Linked DNA regions of Sus scrofa: all the other regions are linked to region 3. Evidence: chromatin contacts called from public HiChIP or PLAC-seq and promoter capture Hi-C data. All regions are on one chromosome and are shown on one strand. Each heading gives the region's core, a stretch centred on a gene start, on an enhancer-like site or on the middle of the called end of the contact. The rest is flanking DNA. Distances are from core to core; before and after follow the strand shown.

The links. Promoter capture Hi-C pulls out the DNA fragments that hold promoters and counts their contacts. HiChIP or PLAC-seq counts read pairs in DNA pulled down with a chosen protein or histone mark.
Region 1: a promoter capture Hi-C map of fetal skeletal muscle shows a contact between it and region 3, with 5 times the contacts expected there. The contact joins the promoter of MCAM here to the promoter of CBL in region 3. A contact is called at or near these places in 2 of 5 promoter capture datasets (fetal skeletal muscle and liver), 13 of 47 Hi-C or Micro-C datasets (blood, embryonic fibroblasts, fetal heart ventricle and 8 more) and 2 of 2 datasets of contacts at active chromatin or transcription factors (alveolar macrophages and skeletal muscle).
Region 2: a contact with region 3 is called in an H3K27ac HiChIP or PLAC-seq map of alveolar macrophages. The contact joins the promoter of LOC100522201 here to the promoter of CBL in region 3. A contact is called at or near these places in 2 of 5 promoter capture datasets (fetal skeletal muscle and liver), 1 of 47 Hi-C or Micro-C datasets (embryonic fibroblasts) and 1 of 2 datasets of contacts at active chromatin or transcription factors (alveolar macrophages).

Annotation. Positions count from the first base shown.
Region 1 is chr9:46,519,734-46,523,810 of Sscrofa11.1, reverse strand. MCAM (cell surface glycoprotein MUC18) reads left to right here and starts at 1,720. Exons shown (of 16, transcript XM_005667431.3): 1 at 1,720-1,829; 2 at 3,585-3,709; 3 at 3,797-4,004. The coding sequence starts at 1,763.
Region 2 is chr9:46,309,010-46,313,276 of Sscrofa11.1, reverse strand. LOC100522201 (histone H2AX) reads left to right here and starts at 2,783. Exons shown (of 1, transcript XM_003129950.5): 1 at 2,783-4,267. The coding sequence starts at 2,800. The coding sequence ends at 3,624. DPAGT1 (UDP-N-acetylglucosamine--dolichyl-phosphate N-acetylglucosaminephosphotransferase) reads left to right here. Exons shown (of 9, transcript XM_003129927.4): 5 at 432-516; 6 at 880-1,068; 7 at 1,380-1,467; 8 at 1,634-1,789; 9 at 1,873-4,267. The coding sequence ends at 1,938.
Region 3 is chr9:46,415,618-46,419,502 of Sscrofa11.1, reverse strand. It overlaps CBL (E3 ubiquitin-protein ligase CBL), which reads right to left and starts at 2,566. Exons shown (of 16, transcript XM_003129932.4): 1 at 2,064-2,566. The coding sequence starts at 2,255.

The DNA of each region.
Region 1 (4,077 bases), core at 471-2,970, 110 kb before region 3:
AGCTGGCTTTGTTTTCAGGCCAGAGAGAGAATGATTAGTTAATGGGGTTAAGTGAAGGGAAGCGGGTGGGGGCAGGGAAGCCAAGCACCATGCCCAGCTCCGGGCTTGCCAGGGCCAACAGCATCCTTCAGCCATCCCCACTCCTGCCCCTGCAGGCAAACCACCGCATCAGCATCCATTCCACTCTGGGCCCTGGGCCAGTCCATACATTCACTCTGGGGGAGAGGGAAGAACCCTCCTCTTCTCAATCCCCCGACCGCCCCCCACCCCAGGCTCCAGCCTCTGGCCTGGCTGGCTTGCCATGGCCTCTGGCCACTAACGGAGACGGAGGAGGGGGTCAGCAAAGGTTCCGCTAAGGTTCCGAAAGAAAGGGCTGATGTGGTTCGAGTGTCATCTCTTTGTCATCAAAACACTATCCCAGAGCATCCTCTCAAGTCACCTGCCCATCTCTGGCATTTGCTGCCTCATTCTGCTCCTCCCCCAACCAGCAGCAGGCTGCCCTGCCAGCCAGTTGGACTCTACCCCAGGCTCCCTTTGGACCCTCCTTGTTGAAGGAGTCCCAGCAGATGTGGACCCCTTTCCCAGGGATAGGGGACTGGGCGGGGGGGGGGGGTCTCTGATGCAAGGGTCCACTCTCACTTTTAGTTCAAGAGGCCAGAAGACCCAAGGTTTGGGACGAAGGGGGCTACCGGGTTCCCCTCACCTGGCTGTGTGGCAGATCTCACTCAGGCCGGGCAGCCTGAGGTTCCTGCTGATTCCTGCTCCAAACCCTTCCTGGCAGCAGCTGAGCCGCAGCAACAGGGGGCTTGAGAGGCCTGGTGGAAGGGGCAGAGTCCCGCTGCAGGGGTCCTTTCAACCCTCCCGCACAGCAAAAGACAATGGGGGTCAAGCTGGAGACCTCACACCCATGTACTCTCTTCCCTCCCCTCTTCCTCACTCAGGCGAGGCGAGAGTGAGTGGGACTAGGCTCGATGAGTGCAGAGGGCAGAAGCAGACGTCTCAAGACGGAGGCCGGGGCCTGGACAAGTGGGACAACCCTGGGCCTGGGAATCCGGCCCCTCCTTCCTTCCTCTAGGTAAAGACGGACTTACAAGAGCTGGGAATGAAGGGACAGCCCTTAGAGCGCCATCTCCACGCCCCAGTAAAGGCACCTCTGGGTCTGTGGACCTGGGCCTACGGTTCTTCCCTCAAAGCTGCCAGGACTGCAATGCCAGGCCGGCGGCAGCCGCCGTGGTGCAATCGTTCTCTGTGGCAGGGGTCCGGAGAGGCGGAGGAGGAGGCAGGGAGAGGAATGGAATGGGAGGGAGGCCCCCATCCGGACGCCAAGGACCAGGTCAGTGGCTTCTCCGCCAGGAGGTCCCCCAGGGCTACACGGATGGGCGGGGGCTGAGCCGGGGTGAGCGCGGCGGGATCTGAAGCGGTGGGACTTCGAGCATCCGTGCCAGCTTCCCCACGTTGCCGTCTCGGCTGGGCAGTCCGGCCGGGAGACACCTGTCGCCGCCCCCTCTCGGTTCCCCAGCTGGGAGCTGGGAGGCGGGCTCCGGCCTCCCCTCGCGCCGCGCGGTCCCGCAGCAAAGCTCCGGGCATCTCGGCGCCGGGCCCGCCCCCTAGGGCTGCGGCGAGCTGGGCGGGGGGGCGCGGGGGGCTGCGCGGGGCGTGGCAGGCCGGCCCCGGCGCTCCGGGCCCCCTCCCCCGCCCCCCTGACGTCAGCCCCGGCAGCCGCGAGCTCCCTCACTTGGCTCTCGCCCTCCGGCCGGGAAGCATGGGGACGTCCGGGCTCATCTGTGCCTTCCTGCTAGCCTCCTGCTGCTGCTGTCGCCGCGTTGCGGGTGAGTGAACTAGCTGGGGGGCCCGCGCCCCGAACGGCCTGGCCCGGGAATCTTCGGCGGAGCGTGCCCGGGAGCAGAGCCGGCATCGAGACGGGGACCCGGGCTTTGCACTGCGGCGTGCGCTCCTCCTCCCCAAGTCTCGGGCACCGAGCGCCTTGCGCGCGTGCAACTCTTCTTTGCAACCAGTTTGCAGCTCTATTCCAGACCGTCCTGGGAGCCTAATTGGAAAGGCGGGGGGCTGCTTCTTGGAGCGGGAAGGGGTGGGCCGAGTCTCTTGGGTTCTGTGGAGAGCTTTTCCTCAGGTGCTTTTTCTGGGGGCCCGCGTTTAGAGCTTTGGCGGGAGACGCAGCTACAGTGCATCCCCCAAACCTGAATTCCGCGCTCGCCTGTTGCTGGAAAAGGCAGCTCTCTTAGCTGGAGGGGATGCGCCGACCCCTCCTTCTCCCGCCTGGGCTTTGAGCCAGGCTGGAGGTGAGCGAGAGGGGGAGGAACGGCGGCTCCCGCCCCAGCAGGGCGTTGGCAGAGGCTGGAGGGCGGTGTGGGTCGCCTCGCGCCTACCCGGGTGACGGGATCACAGGTGGCAGGGACGAAGGATCGAGGATTCCCAGAGCGGAAGTGCCCAGACTTGTTACACTTCCCGGAATGGGACCACATTCAAGTGGAAAATGCACCCTTGCACCTCGGAGTTTTTCTCTGGAACTGCCCAGGAGCCCGGCGCTCCCAGGTTCATGGTGCCCTTGTATGGCCCGCAGCGGTGTCGCGTTTCTCTTGGCTCCCTTTCCCCGGTCCCAGCCTCTCTTTGGCTGGGGAAGGGGAGGTCTGGGAACTAGGGTGGCCTCATGCCGGTGCTGACAGCCCCTGGGGTACCCTCGGCTGCTGCCTCCCAAGCCCTTCTGGGGAAAGGGCTAAATCGGGCTCCACAGCTGCAGAAGGTCCAGCCCCACCCAGCCCTGCCCTTCTAGCTCTGGGGAAAAGGAACTAGGGATCTCAAGCTTCTGCTCTGGTTGTAGACCACTCCATCTGCTCTGCTTGTCAGCCCAGGGCAGCCACCCAGGCACCCGAGTCCGGCCAGATGGTATGGAGTGACATCACCTCCTCGCGGGGCGGGCAGCACGCTGGCACCACTGACGTCACTCCTGCTCACTGCCTGGTCCTTGCCCTGACCCCTGCCCTTACCTCAGGGAGAGATTCTAGCCCCTCCATGACTCTGACCCCTCCACACGCACGAGGCTCCCGAGATGGGGTCCCTTGAGTGTGTGGGATGTTCACAGCGGTGCTGCTGAGGGAGTATGAGATAAGGGTCTCCTGGCCAGGGTTGGCCCATTGGCTTTTATGGGGATTTAGGGAGGAGGCAAAGGGGAGAGTGATGTCTTCTCCGGGTGTGGGACATAAAGGGCCTGTGTGCCCAGGCCTGGCACATGCCTTGCATTCCCACAGTCTGAGCTCACCCAGAGAGGAGGGGGCCTGGAAGGAAAGTGGCCTTCCTCTTGGCCCAGGCCTGGGTCACCCCCTGCCAGCCCCATCTGGGAGGTTCCTGGTGCTCGGGACCACCCCCAAGTCCAATGACCATCCCCAACTCCCTTGAACCAGGAGAAGGCTGACTCGGCTTGAGGGTAGAGTGTTTGAGGGTTAGGAAAGGACAGGGTGCCCTTCAGATCCTGGAAGTGGCAGGAAGAGCAGCTGCAGCGAGCGGCTGTGAAGGGAGGGCATGGAGAGCAGCTGGAGCTGACAGCTGCTGGGGTGCCCCCCCACCAGGTGTGCCTGGAGAGGCGGAGAAGCCCGCGCCTGAGCTGCTGGAGGTGGAAGTGGGAGGCACAGCCCTTCTGAAGTGCGGCCCCTCCCATTCCCAGAGCAACTTCAGCCACGTGGACTGGTTTTCTGTGAGTGCCCCAGAAGAGGGCAGCAGGGGGGGCAGGCAGAGGCCCCGCCCTTCACGGAGCCCCAGGACCCTCACCTCCTCCCCACAGGTCCACAAGGAGAAGCCAACACTCATCTTCCGGGTGCGGCAGGGCCAGGGCCAGAGTGAGCCTGGGGAGTACCAGCATCGGCTCCACCTCCAGGACAAGGGGACGACTCTGGCCCTGACTCACATCACCCCCCATGACGAGCGCATCTTCCTGTGCCAGGGCAAGCGCCCCCGGTCCCAGGAGCACCGCGTCCAGCTCCGGGTCTACAGTGAGTGCCCCATCCCTGCCTTGTGAGCAGTGTGGGTCCCAGGAAGTGGTGGTCCATGCACCTCCCCATTTCT
Region 2 (4,267 bases), core at 1,534-4,033, 110 kb after region 3:
GGGTTAAGGATCTGGTGTTCCTGTGAGCTGTGGTGTAGGTCACAGATGTGGCTTAGATCTGACATTGCTGTGGCTGTGATGTAGGCCGGCGGCTCCAGCTCCAGTTGCACCCCTAGTCCAGAAACCTCCATATGCCTCGGGTGTGGCCCTAAAAAGCCAAAAAAAACCCAAAAAAAACAAAAGCTGGTATTCAAACCGAGGTCGGAATGGTCTAAACCAAACGTATACAGTAACAAGTTTAGGAAGCCTTCATGAAAGAGTTACAATATTACAAATTGCCTGGGTGACAAAAAAGGGGTAGTGAGTTCTTCAGACTTGGAAGAGGTGGACAGTACAGCTTAGGCCAGAATTTAGGGGCAGACGAAAACAGGAGCCAGCTGTGCAGTCGAAGTGGCTATCAACATTTCCTTCTTTTCCCCCTGCTTCTAAAGGTGATTATCGGGATGATCACGTCTTTTCCCTCTACTTCATGATACCTTTTTTCTTCACCACTTTGGGATTGCTCTACCATAACTGGTAAGTAGCCCTGTGGATAGGGTGACAGCTGTTTGAACAAGTGGCCAGTATGGTCCTGATTGTGGCCTGTCTTCTGATGGAGAGGCTAAACTTGTGCATCCCTGTATTGAGTGTTTTCTGGGTTTTCAGTTGGTAATATTCTTAAACCTTATTCTCTCCCCAGCAATAGCTGGGGCCAGGTGCTCTGGGGCCCCAAGAATAGTTGGAATCAGAACCTTGGGTCCTGGAATGCTGCTGGGAGAGCTAGCATCTCCTCTAAGCCAGAACTAGGGTTGGGGTTAACCCAGAGCCCAGGGTGTGCAATGTGAGAGAAAGGATTAGTTCTGCTTCTGGCCACTGGCTAAGATCCCCTCCCCCCCACAGGTACCCATCCCGGGTGTTTGTGGGAGATACCTTCTGCTACTTTGCTGGCATGACCTTTGCCGTGGTGGGCATCTTGGGACACTTCAGCAAGACTATGCTACTCTTCTTCATGCCTCAGGTGTTCAACTTCCTCTACTCACTGCCTCAGCTCCTGCATATCATCCCCTGCCCGCGCCACCGTATGCCCAGGTAACTGCTTCGGGACTTGAAAGGCTTTTTCACTTGGGATGCCTTAGACATTTGCTGGGCAAAGGGAGTGGGCCTAAAGGAGGGCTAACGCCTTCCACGTGGTCAGCCTTTTATACATTACAGAGCACATTTAGTTACATGATCTCATTTGATGTTCACAGCAGCTCTGATTACAGGGAGCTAACGAGGAGAGCCAGAAATAGATCTTAGGGTGTTTGACTCCACTTTCAGTGCTCTTTTTATTAATTAACCACAGTGAGGAGAGTTCGTTGAGTAGTGGCCCAGTCACATGAAGGTCTCTTCCCCTGCAGACTCAATACCAAGACAGGCAAACTGGAGATGAGCTATTCCAAGTTCAAGACCAAGAGCCTCTCTTTCTTGGGCACCTTTATTCTAAAGGTAACAGGGTAACAAGGAGGTAAGGCTCTAGGCTGCCATTCTGAATTCAGGGAATGGGGAACCTAGGCCTTCATCAGCTCCATGGGGAGCTTGGAAGCATTAAGCAGATCCCCATTCCTGAAGCATGGGTATTAGCTGAAGTCCTCTCCACTTCTGGTCCCTCCAGGTAGCAGAGAGCCTCCGGCTAGTGACCGTGCGCCAGAGTGAGAATGAGGATGGTGCCTTCACAGAGTGTAACAACATGACCCTCATCAACTTGCTACTCAAAGTCTTTGGGCCCATGCATGAGAGAAATCTCACCCTGTTCCTGCTACTGCTGCAGGTGCAGTGCTGTTGGGAGTGGGGTTTACACCTCCTTCTCTCCCTTTCTCCATGGTTCTGACTCTAGTTTGTTTCTCCTTGCAGGTCGTGGGCAGTGCTGTCACCTTCTCCATTCGTTACCAGCTTGTCCGACTCTTCTATGATGTCTGAGTCGCCTAATCATTGCCTTTTGCTTCATAACCACTAGGGTCCCTGACTCAGGCTCAGCTCTTCTGGACCAAGACTGCCTCCTGGTCCAAGCCTCTCCCACCCTTCATTCTCCAGATTTTGTCCTCAGCATTTCCTTTCCCCTATGATTATTGACATCCTTGGGCCTTTCTTGCCCTCTAGGGCTGTTGATTGAACTTTGCTTATGGCTTTCTTCAACTTGCCACTCTCCCTCTCCATCCCACTTTTGCAGCCACCTAAGCAGGGAATACTGTAGCTTTTATGCAGTTACCCACAACTCTGACACTCAAGGAATATGCTGGGCCTGGGGATAGAACCCTGGCTGCGGATAGGGTCACAGGCTTGAGGATGACTTGACATTTGACTATAATTAAGTATTCTGATGATTCAGAGCAGACTGGGGGGCCAGGTGCTCCCAGTGGCAACAATAAAAAGTTGTTTTTTCTTGTTGTTTCTGTAGGTGTATTTCCTATGTGGGCATTTTAAGGTAGATTGGGAGTGTTGGTGGAGGCATTTCCTCTAAGAGTTTGCCTATCTCTCTGCCTCATCCTTTTTCTTTCAGTACCTCAGGCCACTTCTAGCAAGAAGTGAACACAAAGAACAAACCAGGTAGAACATGTTGAGTAAATACTGAAATCCTGCTGCTCCGTGGCGTAGAGAGCCATAAGATTGGCATTATCTGGTATGGGGTCGAACTTGCAGAGGGTCTCTAATTCCTTCCCTTTTTCATGCCTTTTTTGCCAGATAGGAGGGCGTGACCAGACCTGGGAAGTGAGGCAGAGTAGTCAGTAGTGCTGACCCCTTTTCTTTAAAAACCTTAAGTCCCACACACATTTCCCTGAGATGGCTTCAGACCTCACTGTCTATGTCTTCCGGTTCTGGAGTAGGGCTGTAGTGTTTAAATCTGGCGCGCTTCACATGGATTGGCTACACCGGAGAGTGGTTTGCTGTGGGCTCGCTGCAGCTCCTCCTCGCCTCTTTCCCCGGGCAGAAGGTTTTCAAATTCTACCAATCGGAGGGCGCGTTCTCTCAGCCGGGGCGCGCCACCGATTGGTTAACTGCAGCCAACCGGAGGCGGGTATTAAAGAAAAGAGCCAATCAGGAGGGCGCGGGGGTGTGCCCTGGGGGGCTTATAAGGGCGGCTTCTGGGCGCGCGCGGCACCAGTTGGACTGCGGCGGCGGCTGTTTTTCGTCCCTGCGAGGCGTTCTCCTCAACGTACATCTACCTCACGCAGCATGTCGGGCCGCGGCAAGACCGGCGGCAAGGCCCGCGCCAAGGCCAAGTCTCGCTCATCACGCGCCGGCCTCCAGTTCCCGGTGGGCCGCGTGCACCGCCTGCTGCGCAAGGGCCACTATGCCGAGCGAGTGGGCGCCGGCGCGCCAGTCTACCTGGCGGCGGTGCTCGAGTACCTCACCGCCGAGATCCTGGAGCTGGCGGGCAACGCGGCCCGCGACAACAAGAAGACGCGGATCATCCCTCGCCACCTGCAGTTGGCCATCCGCAACGACGAGGAGCTCAACAAGCTGCTGGGCGGCGTGACGATCGCCCAGGGAGGCGTCCTGCCCAATATCCAGGCCGTGTTGCTGCCCAAGAAGACCAGCGCCACCGTGGGGCCGAAGGCGCCCGCCGGCGGCAAGAAGGCCACCCAGGCCTCGCAGGAGTACTGAGGCCGCCTGCGCCGCCACGGCCGCCGCCCGGTCTTCCCTTCGCCACCACAAAGGCCCTTTTAAGGGCCACCACAGCCCTCACGGAAAGAGCTGGGCCACGACGGGCTCCCGGCCGCGCGCTCGCCCCCTCCCCAGCCTCGCCGCCGCCGCCGCCGCCTGCCCGCCCCTCCCCCGCGCGGCCCGCTCCCGCTGTGGCTCCGCCGAGGACGGCCGTTTGAAAGCCGCTCGGCCCCGGGGTCCAGCTCGTGACTGCTGGCCTGGCCGCAGACGCTGATGGGCTGCGGGGAGGACGCGGCGCCTAATGGAAGGCTGGGCCGGCCGTGCTGACGCAGGGCCGGGGAGCGCGGCGGGAAGGTGAGTGGGTGCAGAGGCCGCCGGCGGGGCCGCGCGCGTTACTCTCCAGCCCGTTGCTCCGGCCGCGACTTCAGACGGAACTCGATTTCGGGCGGCGGCGGAGTCGGTCACATTTGTTCCGGGGCCCCTTTGCTGCCGGGTCCCGGGCCTTGCACGTCCGCGCTCCCTCCATCTCCGCTCGCAGGCCCGTGCGCGTCCGGACGAGACACTTGGCGGTGTGAGCGTCTCCCGCGGTGGCCGGTCCGGGCGGGGTGGGGGCCGCGCCCCCAGGCCCGCTCCCCTCCCGGCG
Region 3 (3,885 bases), core at 1,317-3,816:
GAGGTTGCGGGTTCGATCCCTGGCCTTGCTCAGTGGGTTAAGGATCTGGTGTTGCCCTGAGCTGTGGTGTAGGTTGCAGGCGCAGCTCGGATCCTGCGTTGCTGTGGCTCTGGCGTAGGCAGGCGGCTATGGCTCCAATTCGACCCCTAGCCTGAGAACCTCCATGTGCCGTGGGAGCGGCCCCAGCAAAGGCAAAAAGACAGAAAAAAAATAATAATAATAAAGGTATCAATGCATTTGGAGTTCCTGTCATGGCGCAGAGGAAACGAATCCAACTAGGAACCATGAGGTTTCGGGTTCAATCCCTGGCCTCAATCAGTGTGTAAAGGATCTGGCGTCACCATGAGCTGTGGTATAGGTCAAAGATGAGGCTTGGATCCTGTGTTGCTGTGGCTGTGGTGTAGGCCAGTGGCTACAGCTCTGATTAGACCCCTAGCCTGGGAACCTCCATATGCCGAGGGTGCAGCCCTCAAAAGACAACAGATGAGAAAAAATAAAAATAAAAATAAAAGGTATCTATGCACTTAAGATTTACTTTACATGCCTAACTTTCTGTATTGGTTTTGTTACAATTTCTAATAATAAAATTAGCATTACAACACCAACATAATCAACATACAAATACTATTATTTGTATTACAAATTGGATAACAAAATGTATTAATTACAATACCAATTGCTTTACAGGAGAAAAACTAACCCTGAAAAAGTAGCTCCTGAAACCACTGGTATGCACTACAGGAGCGCTAATTCACACACAGGACTTATTAAGCATTTATATACCACATTTATATTTGCCAAGTGCTTCATAATCACTTTTATTAGCTGTTCCAAGTCCAAAATAATCCATTAAGAACTTTTCAGAAGGGAGACCTAGGCCCAGAGTGGAACCAAAGAAAACCAATTTTACTCTGGAGGAAATAAAACCATTCTTACAATATATATCAGATACCTCTAATCACTTTTCATCTGCAGTATGAATTTTTTAAAAATAAGTTATTACTAAGTGTGAAAAACAGCAAGGCAATATTGAATTCTCTGGAACAAAAAGACTGTTTAAATACTTGAGACTACTATATGTCATTACACAGACACAGCTATGAAGAAGTAAAATTCTCCCAAACGCCAAAATTAAAGTGGAGTTATTTTCCACACTACCGAAAAAAGGTAATCAAGACGGCGCATCAGACAAGCTTAAAATCAGATTCTGTACTAAGGTGTCAGGTCCTGTTACCCAAAAAGGTAGAACCCACTGAAAAGCTGGGTGTGTAAGGAGGAAGTTCTGAAAGAGTCAGAATCTGCTGCTTAACCCGCTCAGGCAATACATCTCTCCGAAGATAATAGTTATAACCAGAACTTGTGGTTTAATCAGTGCATTTCTCAGCACCAGCAATGGATCCCATCCAATGTTTTGGGGGATAAAAACTTGAGCCAGCGCTATATGGGGAGGAAAGTTCCTCCCTCGGCCCATTTAAACATCCCCCATTTCTTTTATCTCGGAGTTACATCTTAACGAGAAAAAAACCGAAATGTTCACCCAGAGCGCGGTTTGCCTGCGGAGTTGTCAGGACCCCAGGTCTCTCAATCGGAGCCCGTAAAAGTAATTCCTTAGAGCTCATCCAGCTAATAGTTCTTAGCCGGTAAATCAAGAGCTCTTCCTCACCCGCCTCCCTCCTATCTCCCGGGGCCAATTCCGTGACCCACATCCTTACTCTCTGCACAGAGCCCCAAACTCTGCACCCCCCATTATACTTCCGCCCCGGTGGCTCCCCAGTTAACCTTCGCCCCAGCCCCCACCCCATCTTTGTCTTGCAACCCCAAACACACCATCTCAACGTTCCCCAATCCCAACCGCAGCCCTTCCCCCACCGTCGACCCCCATCCTCCGGTCCTCCTCCCCACCCCTACGCCCCCACCCCTCGGCCCCGTCACCCCAGTTCCTCGCCTCCCAGCCTCGCACGACCCGTCCCCTCCCCCAGCTTCCTCTGTCCCTTCCTTCCCCTCCCTCGGCCCCTCCGCCCACACCCACCCCTGCTCCCGCGGGTCCTAGGCAGGCCTTTCACCTTGTCCATGAGCTTCCAGCACTTCTCCACCATCTTCTTGTCCACGGTCCCTGGCGGGTGGGGGCTGAGGTGGTGGTGGTGGTGGTGCGGCTGGAAGGCGTCCTTCATGAGCCCGATCAGGCCGCCCGAGCCCGATCCTCCGGAGCCGCCGCCGCCCCCGGCCCCAGAGCTCTTTTTCACATTGCCGGCCATGGCCCGGGGAGGGTGAGGGGCCCAGCCGCGTCCGCCGGCTCCGCTCTGCTGCGAGTGAGGGAAAGAAGGAGGGCGTGAAGGAGGGGCCTCTCCCGGCCGCCGCCGCCACCGCCGCCGGCTGTCCGGGCCGAGGGAGGGGCGGCCGAGGGGAGGGGGAGGGGGCGGAGCCCGGAGCGCGAGTCCGCGCGGGCGCGCCCCTTCAGAGAGCGCGAGCCCGGGGGCGGGAGGAGCGCGCGGAGCTCAGGGAAGTCGGAGGCCGCCTCTGGAGAGGGGAGCGACCTCCTCCCAAGCCACGGCTCCCGGAAAGCGGCGGCCAAGTTTCCGCGCCGCCTCCGGAGTCCCTGCCCCGGGGGGGCGGGCCCAGGCAGAACCTTCACGCCAGTGCCCCCTGCTGGAGGAGCGGGGAAAGGACGGGGCGGGGTCTAACATGGAGTCTGCGCACTGGGTAGCAGTCAAGCCCTCCATATTCCTTATGGGTGGTTGGTCGTTGCTCTTGGAGAGGGTTATTGGAGCCTTTAAATTAAGACAGGTAGCTCTTGAAAGAATCTCGTCGTCTAGCCTTTCCTCCACACCTGACAGATGAGGAAATTGAACTTAAAGTTATTTGTTTCTTCACATTGTGGGTGAAAAAGGGAAGTTAGTGTTCTAAACTTGTTAAGTCGGGACCAAGCACAGGAATGTGACTGCTGCAGATTGTTGCATCCTGTTTAGACCCCAGAAAATCTTGAGACACTCAGGCCGCAAGCTTTTCTTCCAGGCCCTTTGACCTTCTGAAAACAAAATAGTTCTCCCTTTTTTTTCCCTTTGAATACTAGTTCCTTTTCTGGGAATTGAATATTTTCTTAAGTTACCCTGCTCAGCGCATTGCTCTGCAGGTGGGCATATCTAACATCAGGCCCCCAGCATGGAAACTGTGACCTTCAAGCCCAGGCCTGAGGAATACTCACTGCTCCCATGAAACAGAAAGGCGGTTTCCAGTCACGTCAGTTTCTAATCTAAAAGTTCTGTTGGAAGAGCTTTGAAAAAAAAAAAAAAAAAAGAACTTCCCTCCTAAAGAAGGAAGTGCCCTGCCCTAATTTGCTAATTCTGAACCTCAGCTTTGGGAGCTTGCAGGCCCCAGTGTGTCAATAAGTACTCAGTTCCTCCTTAGATTCCATGCCTGGTTCTTCCACAAAGCTCTTGACTGATTAGGGGATTAAGCTTATCAAATGATCCTGTAAGAGGGGAAAAAATATCTCCGCACTTGAGCACTCTTCAGCCAGACATCCTTGGTTTGCAATTCAATGGCCTTCATCTATCAGTGGAGTCATTCCCTATCAGTAGAATTTCCATTAATCAGTTCCTACCTAGAAAGAGTTAAAATGTCTAAAGAAAAAAATCTAGGCAAAGCTCTTAGATAATTGTCAAGATTTTGCATCCCTAGTGCCTCCACCCTTACTTGTCAATCCTCCTTCTCTCTTCCTTGGTCTATTGAAACACTTTCCTCACTGATTTCCCTGCCACCGCCAATCCATTCTGCTACCAAGCCAGTGTTCTTAAAGTCTAGCTCTGACACCGTCACACACAAAAAAGCACTTTAAACATCCCTGTTACCTCCTGAAGTTAACGGTCATGATCTAACACCAAACAG